Regions from separate parts of the Lactuca sativa genome. Here region 1 is linked to region 2. Evidence: chromatin contacts called from public Hi-C data. All regions are on one chromosome and are shown on one strand. The core of a region is the stretch at or near the end of the contact, and the rest is flanking DNA. Distances in the headings are between cores, read along the strand shown. Region 1 holds the start of LOC111888116 (nicotinamide/nicotinic acid mononucleotide adenylyltransferase). Region 2 holds the start of LOC111888178 (protein NOI4).

Region 1 (4,905 bases), core at 203-2,702, 360 kb before region 2:
AAAAGGGTAATTTGGTCATAACAGGGTGCACTTTGTACCATTAGGTATGAGTCCATTATCAGAAAAGAAGCTTCTGATTCTTGACAACACAGTCAATGAGCGTTGAAATGAAGTTTGTTTTGCCTAAAACAGATAAATAATTCTGCATCAATTAATAAAGAAAACAATAATCAAAACATTTAATATATATTGAATAAAAAGAAAGGCGTTAATACTTTAGAATCAATCCACTAACCTCCCATGCATCCACCATTACAAAATCAGAACTTTTGCTAACTAATTGGCACATTGTAATACGGTGTTCAGATGGTATGAGACCCTATGCAAAGATTATAAAAATAACAAAGTCTATAGTTTTTACTTTTTATGCATAATGCTAAAGAATTTTGATTTGAGTAAAAGAAAATAATGATAAAGTTTCTTTTTCTTCATGTACCTTTTTTTTGTATGCATCGTTTACAGGCGACATATAACCTCCAACCACATTGAATCCTTTTGCGTTAAGAGCATCTCTTGCCAATTCTAAGCATGAAAAAATGAAAAATAAAAAATTGACAATTTGTGTAAACCCAAAAACATAAAATGAGAAAGTAACTATACATACCAAAAAGGCGTAAATGCATGAATGTAGGAGGATTGAAGCTTCCTGTGGATACCAAAACTACATGGATTTTTCCCCTGTGAGAATGTAAGAGGGGTGAAAAAGTAATTATGCATTGTTTATTAATTTTAGAAAGTAATCACTAAAGATGATGATTGTGTAAGACTTACTTTGTGTTGGAATGTGATGAAGCATTTTCCTCAATGGGCACTAACATTAACTTATCAACTGGTAACTCAACATCCATTTTTGTAGAGGCGTTTGGTTCGTATTTTCCTGCTATCTGAAAAGACTGAAAAGCCCCTCATCAACAATGGCAGCCGATTGCTAATTTAGGGTTTCAAATTGATCATGGTGACTTTCAATTAGAGATACACCAAAAAGTCGATATTATCAAGAACGACAGAAGCAATTGATATCTATTCAAACAAAAAAAAGTCAGAATAGCATTCATACACTAATCACCTTGCAAAAAAAGTTATCAGATTTGCAAACGGATACAATTACATAAATGAAAAACAAATTCAACCCAAAAGAGGATATTGTAATCCCCGTTTAATAAAACACACACAGTAACAAGAACACCTACATAATTTGAATAAATAAAATTGCAGGTCTAACCTTGAAATTCGTTCGTTGATAAGTATACTTCAGCTTCAAAGAAAAGCTTCAGTTGAGATAATCAGTGGCAGAAAAATCGAATAAAGCCTTATGCTTTTATAGAAAACGATAAGTCATGTCGATGATATGGTGGTTGATTATTTGCGATTTGGATGGAATCTATTTCTGGAGCTCGATTAGGTAGCGTAATATACGCGGGACAAAACAACATTCTATATAACGTTAGGCGTAGATAGGATTAGAACAAAAGCAAATACGGACAAAGTCATTGGGACTATTTTACCTGATTTCAGTAGGACAGAAGGCACAATGACAAAAAGACCCTTCTATCCCCTCTCTTTCCCCTTCATTGAAACTTCAATGACCCAAACTCCTTCCAATTTCCTAGCAAAACTGGTTTGAATCAGATCGGTGTACCTCCAAAACGAAATCTGTTAGCATAAATGGGTCTCAGTTAAATTTATTGTATATAATTATAAAATAATCACATTACATGTCTAATTTGTAATTGTTATATTATTAAAGACTAGTAGGGAACCCGCGCGATGCAGTAGGACGCGAATGTGATGGTGGTTAATAATTTCATTTTTCTGATTAATTTCCTTTTGACGTGTCGAATCGTCATTTTTTGGTGAATAGTCTCATTGTATCGATTAATTTTCTTTTGAAAACATTTTATTTTCCAAAGAACACGTCCACAATGTATGCATGTTAGTTGGTATTTTATTATTTGTAATTGACATATTTATCAAAAAAAAAAGTAAACCGTGTTCCGGTGTTTTTGGGGTTGATAAGAGTGATGTATTTCCTAGGGTAGTAGTTGGAAAGTGGTGTTCTTATGTTATTGAGATGACTTCACTTTTGATGTTACAGGGTTATGAATATATCTCATAGCCGAATGATTTCATTTTTGACGTTACGGGGTTATGGATATATCTTATAGCCTAAGGATTAATAACCTTAAGCATATGAAGATTATATGTGGACAAATTAAAGAAAATATTTGCTAAAACATTTTTGAATATGGTCGTTAATGACATTAGATAGTATTTTTTGATTTTTTTTTTCCAATTCTTACATTGATAGATCTTGTTCATGAAGAAATCATTTAATATGAAATATCAAACAAATAAATTAACTAATATTAAAAAAATAGAAACACAAATTAATATTAATGCTTATGCATATTATTATTATAATAAATATTTTCAGTGTTTGCTTGTTTGAATCGACAAAATCAGTATTTCATTTATGTTTTTTGTTTATACAAAACATATGTTCATAATTATATCCATATTTAAATACTTATATACAAATTTAAAAACCTAAAAAGATACTTTTAAATTCATCTGAACCCTTTATTTTTTGAACATAATACTTAATACTTAATGAACATAAATTTTTAAAGGTTTAACATCTAAAGTTACTTTGAATTGTCATCGAACTTTGAATAATTGGTTATGGCTATTTTATTTAAAAATATAATCTGTTTTATTATACTAATTATACAATATAACATTATTTCTTAACTGGACTAAGAAGTTGGGGATCATCATAAAGATTAAAAATAAAAAAATATAAAAAATAACTAACGTTATCATTTATATCAACATTGTTGTTTTGTTGATAATTTTTTCTATTTCTCAAAAATTAGTCAATTTATTAAATAGGATTAGAAAAAATAATATGAATGTCCTTTTATTGAATAAGAAAAAACAGTATATATTCGTATAGAAAAAATTAAATATGGTTATTAAAAATCTTAATCCTTAATTCCTACGACGTTAAAATGTACTTTGTTTACCATAACATAAGGAGTAATGGTGAATTTTTTTTTCTTGATAGATATCTTTTTCTTGTTATATTGTAAATATGTTCCAGCATTTTATATATGAAAATTTTTACATAAGTCTTTTTTCAGTAAAATTTTGTATCCTAATTTACGTTTTTTAAATCAAAAGGGTTAAAGCTTAAATTTAAAATCAGTGAACAATTAAATTGAAGTAAATATATTTATTAAAGCTCAACTGTAATTAATTTGATAGGTCATGTTAACTGTATTATAGGGCATGTAAAAACTCCCTTTATTTATTGGGAAAATACCGATAATAGTCAAAAAAAAATGGGGAGCTTTTTCAAAATATAGACACAAGAGTAGACGTTTCCGGATATAGACATGCATTCAGCGGAGGTAGCTCCACGGGCACATGAAAAGTTTTATGCTAACAAATTACATAAACTAACAAATCAGAACTTTCAGGTCATACTGATGAAGGTGGTGCTACAAAATCAAAAATAGAAAGGTTCTAAGAAAGAAAGATCGAACCAGATCTTAAACAAACATACACACATGTACTATCTATCACAAACATACACACATACAAGTCTAAAAATACAACAATATCTTGTAGAGAAATCTTGTAAATGGTGGTGATGAACGTCATGGTGAATGGTGTGAGGCTAAAAGCAATGACTAAATAGTGTTGGCATAGATGTAGCAATGATTATGACGATGTAGCGGTGGTAGTGTTGTGTTGCATTCGTGACTATGTTAATGGTGGTTTTTATGGTCTTTCCAAAGAGTGAATAGATAGTGGTACTAAAGGTGGACGCGGGAGAGGCGGTCGATGACAGTGAAGACGGTGTAGCACTGGCGGCGATTGTTGGTAGTGAGGGGTGATGGCCATGTTGGTTAGGGTTTTCATAGAGTTTTTTCAGATCTGAGGTTTTCAGTAATTGTTGTGGAGCAAATGAAGGTCGTGGCTTTTTAACAAACTTGACGGAGGATGCTAATGAAGAGGGCGAGAGCAAAATGGGGTTTCAAAGTGTCATCTGGTTTTATAGTGTGATTTTCTTATAAATGTTTATGGTAGGTTAAGTTTGATTGGTTAGTTTCATTTCAGATGGATCACCACTTATCTAATCTACACCACCCATCATAAATTCAATGGCCAATAAAACTTCTCCTTGTTTTTAAGACAATTGTCTTAAAAAAAATGGTCCACCAACATGTATACATTATAAAGTATTAAGATATTAGAAAAAATCTACTTAATGTTGAAGGATAATTTAGTAATTTAAACATCTTGTTTCACTTTGGCCTAGTCATACCAAACACTTTGTAAGTAATCATCAATCAAGTTATTTCAATCTAGTCTAGTTCTGTTATGATCTGGTTCATATACCAAACACTGCCTTAATGAAAATATGTTAGAGCAATTTAGTACGCTTCCGACTTTGACGGGGATAGAGGGGCAAATTAGGAAATTTTCCTCTAAAGAGGGAATGGTATGAAAGGAAAATGGGATACTCATGAGAATGAAATCTAATGCCCTTTGAAGGGAATAAGATTATGTCATTATGTGTTAACACAAAGTTTTAGCAAAGAAAAAAGAAAATAATGGGAAAGATGTTAGAAAATTAATGTAAACACTTTCCCCTTGGATTGTGTGAACACTTTCCGGACTGATATTTTTACCATATGTCTGGACAAAAAATTAAGCTTAGGATAATCTCAAGGGACACTTACGGATTTAGGTACAGAAAACGTAAGCCAAATTGCTAGAGAATTTTGAGTTTGGATGAAGAAAACGAAGGCTAAAAGGTTCTATATGTGGCTCAAAAGATGAGATGTATTTATACTTGACAGATTAGACTAAATCTTTTAAATTAGTTATATAAAT
Region 2 (5,567 bases), core at 1,811-4,310:
TATATATATATATATATATATATATTGTATTTCTAAAAAAAGTAAGTTTTATTTTTTGCTAAATAACAAGAATAATCTAATAAATAAAAGAAAATAAAAAACAATAAAGGGAAAGAAACAAAAAAATGATATCAAATTAAAGGGTAAATGATTAATTATATATATATATTTTTTAAATAATAAGAATACTCTAATAAATAAAAGAAAAGAAAAAACAATAGAAAACAAAATGGAAAATAAACAAAAAGTTATATCAAATTAAAAATTAAAAAATAAATAATTGATTAGATTGAAGTTAAAAAGATGAAAAATGATAAAAAAAAAAAAAAAAGACAATTATAATACAACCATTAAATATTTCAAACATTATTTTTTGTGATTCATAGACATATATGCATGACAGATACTCTTGGGCCTTAGCTGGTTATATTAGTAATCGCATCTAATAGCTAGAGCAAAAGGTAAGGCCCAATTACTTGGCCTGAAATAGTCGAACCAATCTATACTAAAAAATGGGTGCTTTGCTTTGCGCCACCTCTGGTTTGGCTTTGGGTACCACAATATCTTTCCTCTCTTTATTGCATTACTATTTCTAACATAACCTACTTTTAATTTTTGTCCACGAGTATTCTGGTCAAGTAGTAGTTGTGCCTAGGTTATAAACGAACACGAATGACAACTTGTTCATATTCCTTCGTTTAATATAGTCCAACGAACGAATAAACAAACATGTTTTCTTGTTCATGTTATATTGTTCATTTTCGTTGGTTTAACAAATTATATTGTTCATGTTTATCAACATGTTAGACGAACATAAACAAACGAACACAAATGAACGGAACAAAAAAACATAATTGAGCATATATGAACATAAACGAACATATAATATAGTAATGTAATCAAACACAATTGAACATATATTGACATAAAAGGAACTTAAATGAACGACTATAAAGTTACGTAAACAAACGAACATAATTGAATGAAGGAGACCATTGTTTGTGTTCAATCGTTTAATTAAACAAACAATAATTTATGTTTATGTCCGTTCATTTATTAAATAAACGAACTTTCGCCGAACAGTTGATGAACAATTCGTTAAACTCAGTTCATTTACAACCTAATTGTACCATACCAAAATTTGATGACTAACCAATAAAAATACTCAATTCTAGCAAAATTTAAATTATTATTATTTTGTATAAACTTTATATCAAATTAAGGATAAACACCATTAACAGAAAATTTAAATAGTCGATTTCTATTTTAAGTAACATGTTTTGCGGTTAACTTTGAAAGCTCTATATTTTAAACTAGTTTATAACATAACCTCGGTTATAAAATTTATTAAACTTTCATATTAAAAAATCAAAAATATTAATCAATTATTTTTAAAAGATACTTTTTTAGTTATATAAAATATAATCGTTGATTTAAATATATACATGAAGTTATATCACCCTATAATCTGTATTAATTTTATAATATCTTTTAATCTAATGTTATTAATTCAGTATAATTAGAGTGAGAAAATTTTAAAATTTGAAATTTAAAATGGAAAATCAATCATTAATTTAATGTAATTAGAGTGATAAATTTAAAATTTGAAATTGATTAATAGGTTGGTAAATAGCATGATAAGTGACATATAATATTAATGATGAATTCTAATAGCATGACAATTGTCAATAGGAGAATAAACTTATTCTTTTATTAGAATATGAAGATGAAGATTTGACTGATCATTACTCAAGACTCGAGAGTCAGATTTATATTCTAGGCAATAGTGGTGGACGCAGACTATTTTAGTAGGGGTGTCCCTCATATTTCAAGCTGGTGCACCTAATAGAAAAAAATTAAAAAAAAAATTACACTACGAGCCGGAAATTGAGCAGTGGCCCGGGACCCCCAATTCTCCACATAGGTCCGCCACTGCTAGGCAATAACTTAGGTTATGTTTATCACATTACAATTAATTTATGGGAAAACCTTAGAAAAACCCAACATAATTTCACCAAATGCTTAAAAAAACCACTATATTATTTTTTAGTATACTAAAACCCTTATATTTTCTAAAATTCTTATTTAAGGTTTTATGAGTTTAGAAAAACCTACTCTATTTTCATGAAAGGATTAGAAAAACCATTATATTATTTTTTTAGTGCATTTAAACCCTCGTATTTATAAAAAAAATTATTCTAATGAATTGTAACAATAGAAACGTTAAGAATCGAGTACATAACATTTTTGGCTATCTAAGATTTACCGAGCTCAATGCCTTAAATGATACATTTTAAAAACTATAAATGTTTTAACGTACAAAAAAATAATATAGTGGTTTTTTAAGACTTTGATGAAAATATGTTGGGTTTTTATAAGATTATCTCTTAATTTATAAGCTTTTTTTTAAAGTTTTTTAGAATAACTGTTTGGCAAACTAAAAAGTAAGCTATAAATTAATTTTTCATTTTTTTCATTAGAGTAGTTTTTTAAATCAATTATTTTTTCAGCTACCAGTTAGTCAGTCTGCTAAAAATAACTTTAATTTCAAACAAATAAATTATAAACATGTTTAGCAAAAATGACTTCACATACTCTAAACGAGTTGCAAACATTAACTCTTTAACTATCATATGCTTTTTTTTTCGTCTTTTTTAGATTTACATGGTTTGTAGGATATTATGTAATAAGATCATTTTCCTCTCTCAACAAAATTGGTTCATATGAGGTGATAAGATCCTTTTCGTCTCTTAACAAAGTTGGTTCATATGAGGTGATAAGATCCTTTTCGTCTCTCAACAAAGTTGGTTCATATGAGGTATTGTTATTTTTATTTGTGGTTGAAGGTTCAGGTCTCGTTTGAAACATAAGTGATGATGTTATGGTTATTTTAGTAAAAGTATATTAGATTTGAGGTAAAAGAAAAAAAAAACAAAACGTAAATTAAAAACTGCTTTTTGAAAAGTGATTTTTTAAGCACTACAAAGAAAAAAAAAACTTTTATGTAGAAAGTAAATTTCCGTGTTGATTTTAGGGCTTGACTGACGGTTTGAAATTGAAGTCAAAACTCAAAAGACACCGTTCGGTTCCGTTACTAGCGTCGTCTCCCTTTCCATCCTCACGGATTATTCCTCACATATTCCTCTTCCCCCCCTCTCCCTCTCTCTCCCTCTCTAAAACAACAGTGAATCAGTATATCTCCTGCAAATTCATGTCGGTAAGAATCAAATCTATTTTCTTTTTTACTTTCAATCCAACGTTTTCTGATTCCTTTTTCGTATCTTTGTTCGTTACTGCTTGCTGTATAGATCGACCGATCGACCGATCGATCGATTGTATAAACGCGTTGTTTGTATTTGAATTCTGAAATCACTCGATTTGATCGTTTGCTTTTGAGTTTAGGAATTACTTATGCTGTCGCTTGTTGATTATGGTTTCTACTTTTCTAAAAACGACTAAATTTAGGGATTTTGCCGTTAAGTTATCGATCATTCAAATTAATTCCTAATTTAGAACCATCACTGATTTTTTTTCTCTTTCTTTTTACCTTGTATTTACTCCTCTTTTCTGTTCTGGATTAGAATCGGAAAGGTTATAGATGTATGATAATTGGAATTGGAATCTTAGTGCTATTGCTTAGCTACTAGCTAGACTAATTATTCATCTTGTTTTTATCTATTGTCTTGATTGGTCTTCCTTTCAAACTTAAAGTTCAACCCCACCTCTCACTTAACACACCCACACAACTAGGTTGAACCTCTTAACGTAAAGGTACTTGAGAGGGTTTGGTACAATGGGGTCAAGTGTCTCTTTGATCACCTTATTAATGTTCAAATAAATCAAATAACCCCACATCATCATTCTGCTCTATACAACTCTTTCAAAAAAATTTCCACAATGCATTGAACTTTTCAAAAGTTTAATGGAACATTTTTATAAAATCTAATTTATGACATATTTAAGCCAACATGATATCTGACAATGTTAGAGCTTAATCCATTGAATGCCCATTAGGCATGTCACCTCATTCAACTCACCTATTGAATTATGAATTGTAGATGCTTTTAACTTCCATACCTAACTGTAGATGACAGGAATTTTGAATAATCATGATTCTTAAACTGTTTGTTAATTGTGATTTGAAGTTTGGTTTATTTATGGTTTTGCAGGAAGAGAAGGGTAGGCCTTTGCCAAAGTTTGGGGACTGGGATGTAAATGATCCTGCTTCAGCTGAGGGCTTTACTGTCATTTTCAATAAAGCCAGGGATGAAAAGAAAACTGGTGGCAAGCCAGAATCACCAGCTAATGGAGATCCTGGTTATAAGCATTCCTCTGCCCCTGTAAAGAAACCTCCAGCTGTAAGTGTCCCCTTAATCTGGATTTTGTTTTCAAATTTATACTTTTTGGCTGCTTTAATTCCTTTTATTATCAAAACTTTTGATACTCTCAAGTCCCCTGTTCTTTTCTGCTTTTTTCTTTTATTGGGTGTTAAAAAAGACAATCTTTTAAAGTCTTTATACTTGATTGAAGATTATAAGTGCCTAAAAAACAATTTATTTGCAGAAGAAATGGTTTTGCTGCATGCAAGCACCTAATGCAGAATCCTAACATTGTGGTTATTCAGCCAACAAGGCATTCGGGTGCTGGGCCCTACCTACCTACCCCACCAAAACTTTTAGTTTCTTCTGTGTGTTAATGTGTTATATATATATAGAGTCAAGTCAGTCTTCTTGATGGGGGGAGGGAAAATTGAAAAAATGAAGACTTTTTAAGTGTCTATATTACAGATTTTGAAGTTTCTTGCTTCTTTTCTGTGTGCTACTGGTTTATTTTATCTCAATCAAAACTCAAAAGCAAGGCTCATGTGTAGTAACTAGTTGTTTTGCCATGTTATTGCTTTAATTTGGTTTGGTTTGCTTCTGCTATGATGTTAACAGAATTTGTGTTAGATGATGATGAAATATGTTTTCAAATTGATATTACTAAAATCAAAACTTGAATGGGTTAAAATGTATTTAAATTCTTGTGTTTTAACTTTTAAGTTGTGAAGGAAATTAATTCTTTGATGGTATAATGTTATGGTTATATTTAGTTTAAATTGTAGAATAAAAAAACAACGAAAAAAGGGGATTAGTTGGGTCGTTACAACTCATTGTTTTGTCACTTTCATTCGTGACGTATCAAGGACATGATGAACAAGATTATTATAAATGCGCTTTATCCATTAAGAATATTTAATGTTAGGTTTGACGTTAAACTTAAATATACACATGACTATTTATAAATGATTAGGGATGCCTTCATCACAAGGATGTATTTTATTATAGTATGGTAGTTTATAATATTAATAAAGAAATAATTCTTTTTCAATACTTTGCTTCAATCAATCTAAGCACTTCAATTGTACTTAACATGCAATTCAAAATTGAATTCCTCCTATTTGTTCTCTCCCGATCGTTTCACGCCAAATGAATCCAAGCCCTAGATACGATGCTTTAATTAGTATTCTTCATTTGACACTCATAAACTTTCTATTTCAATTTTATTCATGTTGTACCCTAGTTAGA

Evidence for each region. A called contact is a pair of places that touch in the nucleus more often than the background predicts.
Region 1: a contact with region 2 is called in a Hi-C map of leaf, with 8 times the contacts expected there. The contact joins the promoter of LOC111888116 here to the promoter of LOC111888178 in region 2. A contact is called at or near these places in 2 of 4 Hi-C or Micro-C datasets (both in leaf).

What each region holds. Positions count from the first base shown.
Region 1 is chr9:160,904,303-160,909,207 of Lsat_Salinas_v11, reverse strand. LOC111888116 (nicotinamide/nicotinic acid mononucleotide adenylyltransferase) reads right to left here and starts at 1,452. Exons shown (of 10, transcript XM_042898592.2): 1 at 1,223-1,452; 2 at 772-1,020; 3 at 605-678; 4 at 437-522; 5 at 236-319; 6 at 39-123. The coding sequence starts at 848.
Region 2 is chr9:160,548,193-160,553,759 of Lsat_Salinas_v11, reverse strand. It overlaps LOC111888178 (protein NOI4), which reads left to right and starts at 3,060. Exons shown (of 3, transcript XM_023884310.3): 1 at 3,060-3,217; 2 at 4,170-4,358; 3 at 4,567-4,920. The coding sequence starts at 3,212. The coding sequence ends at 4,608.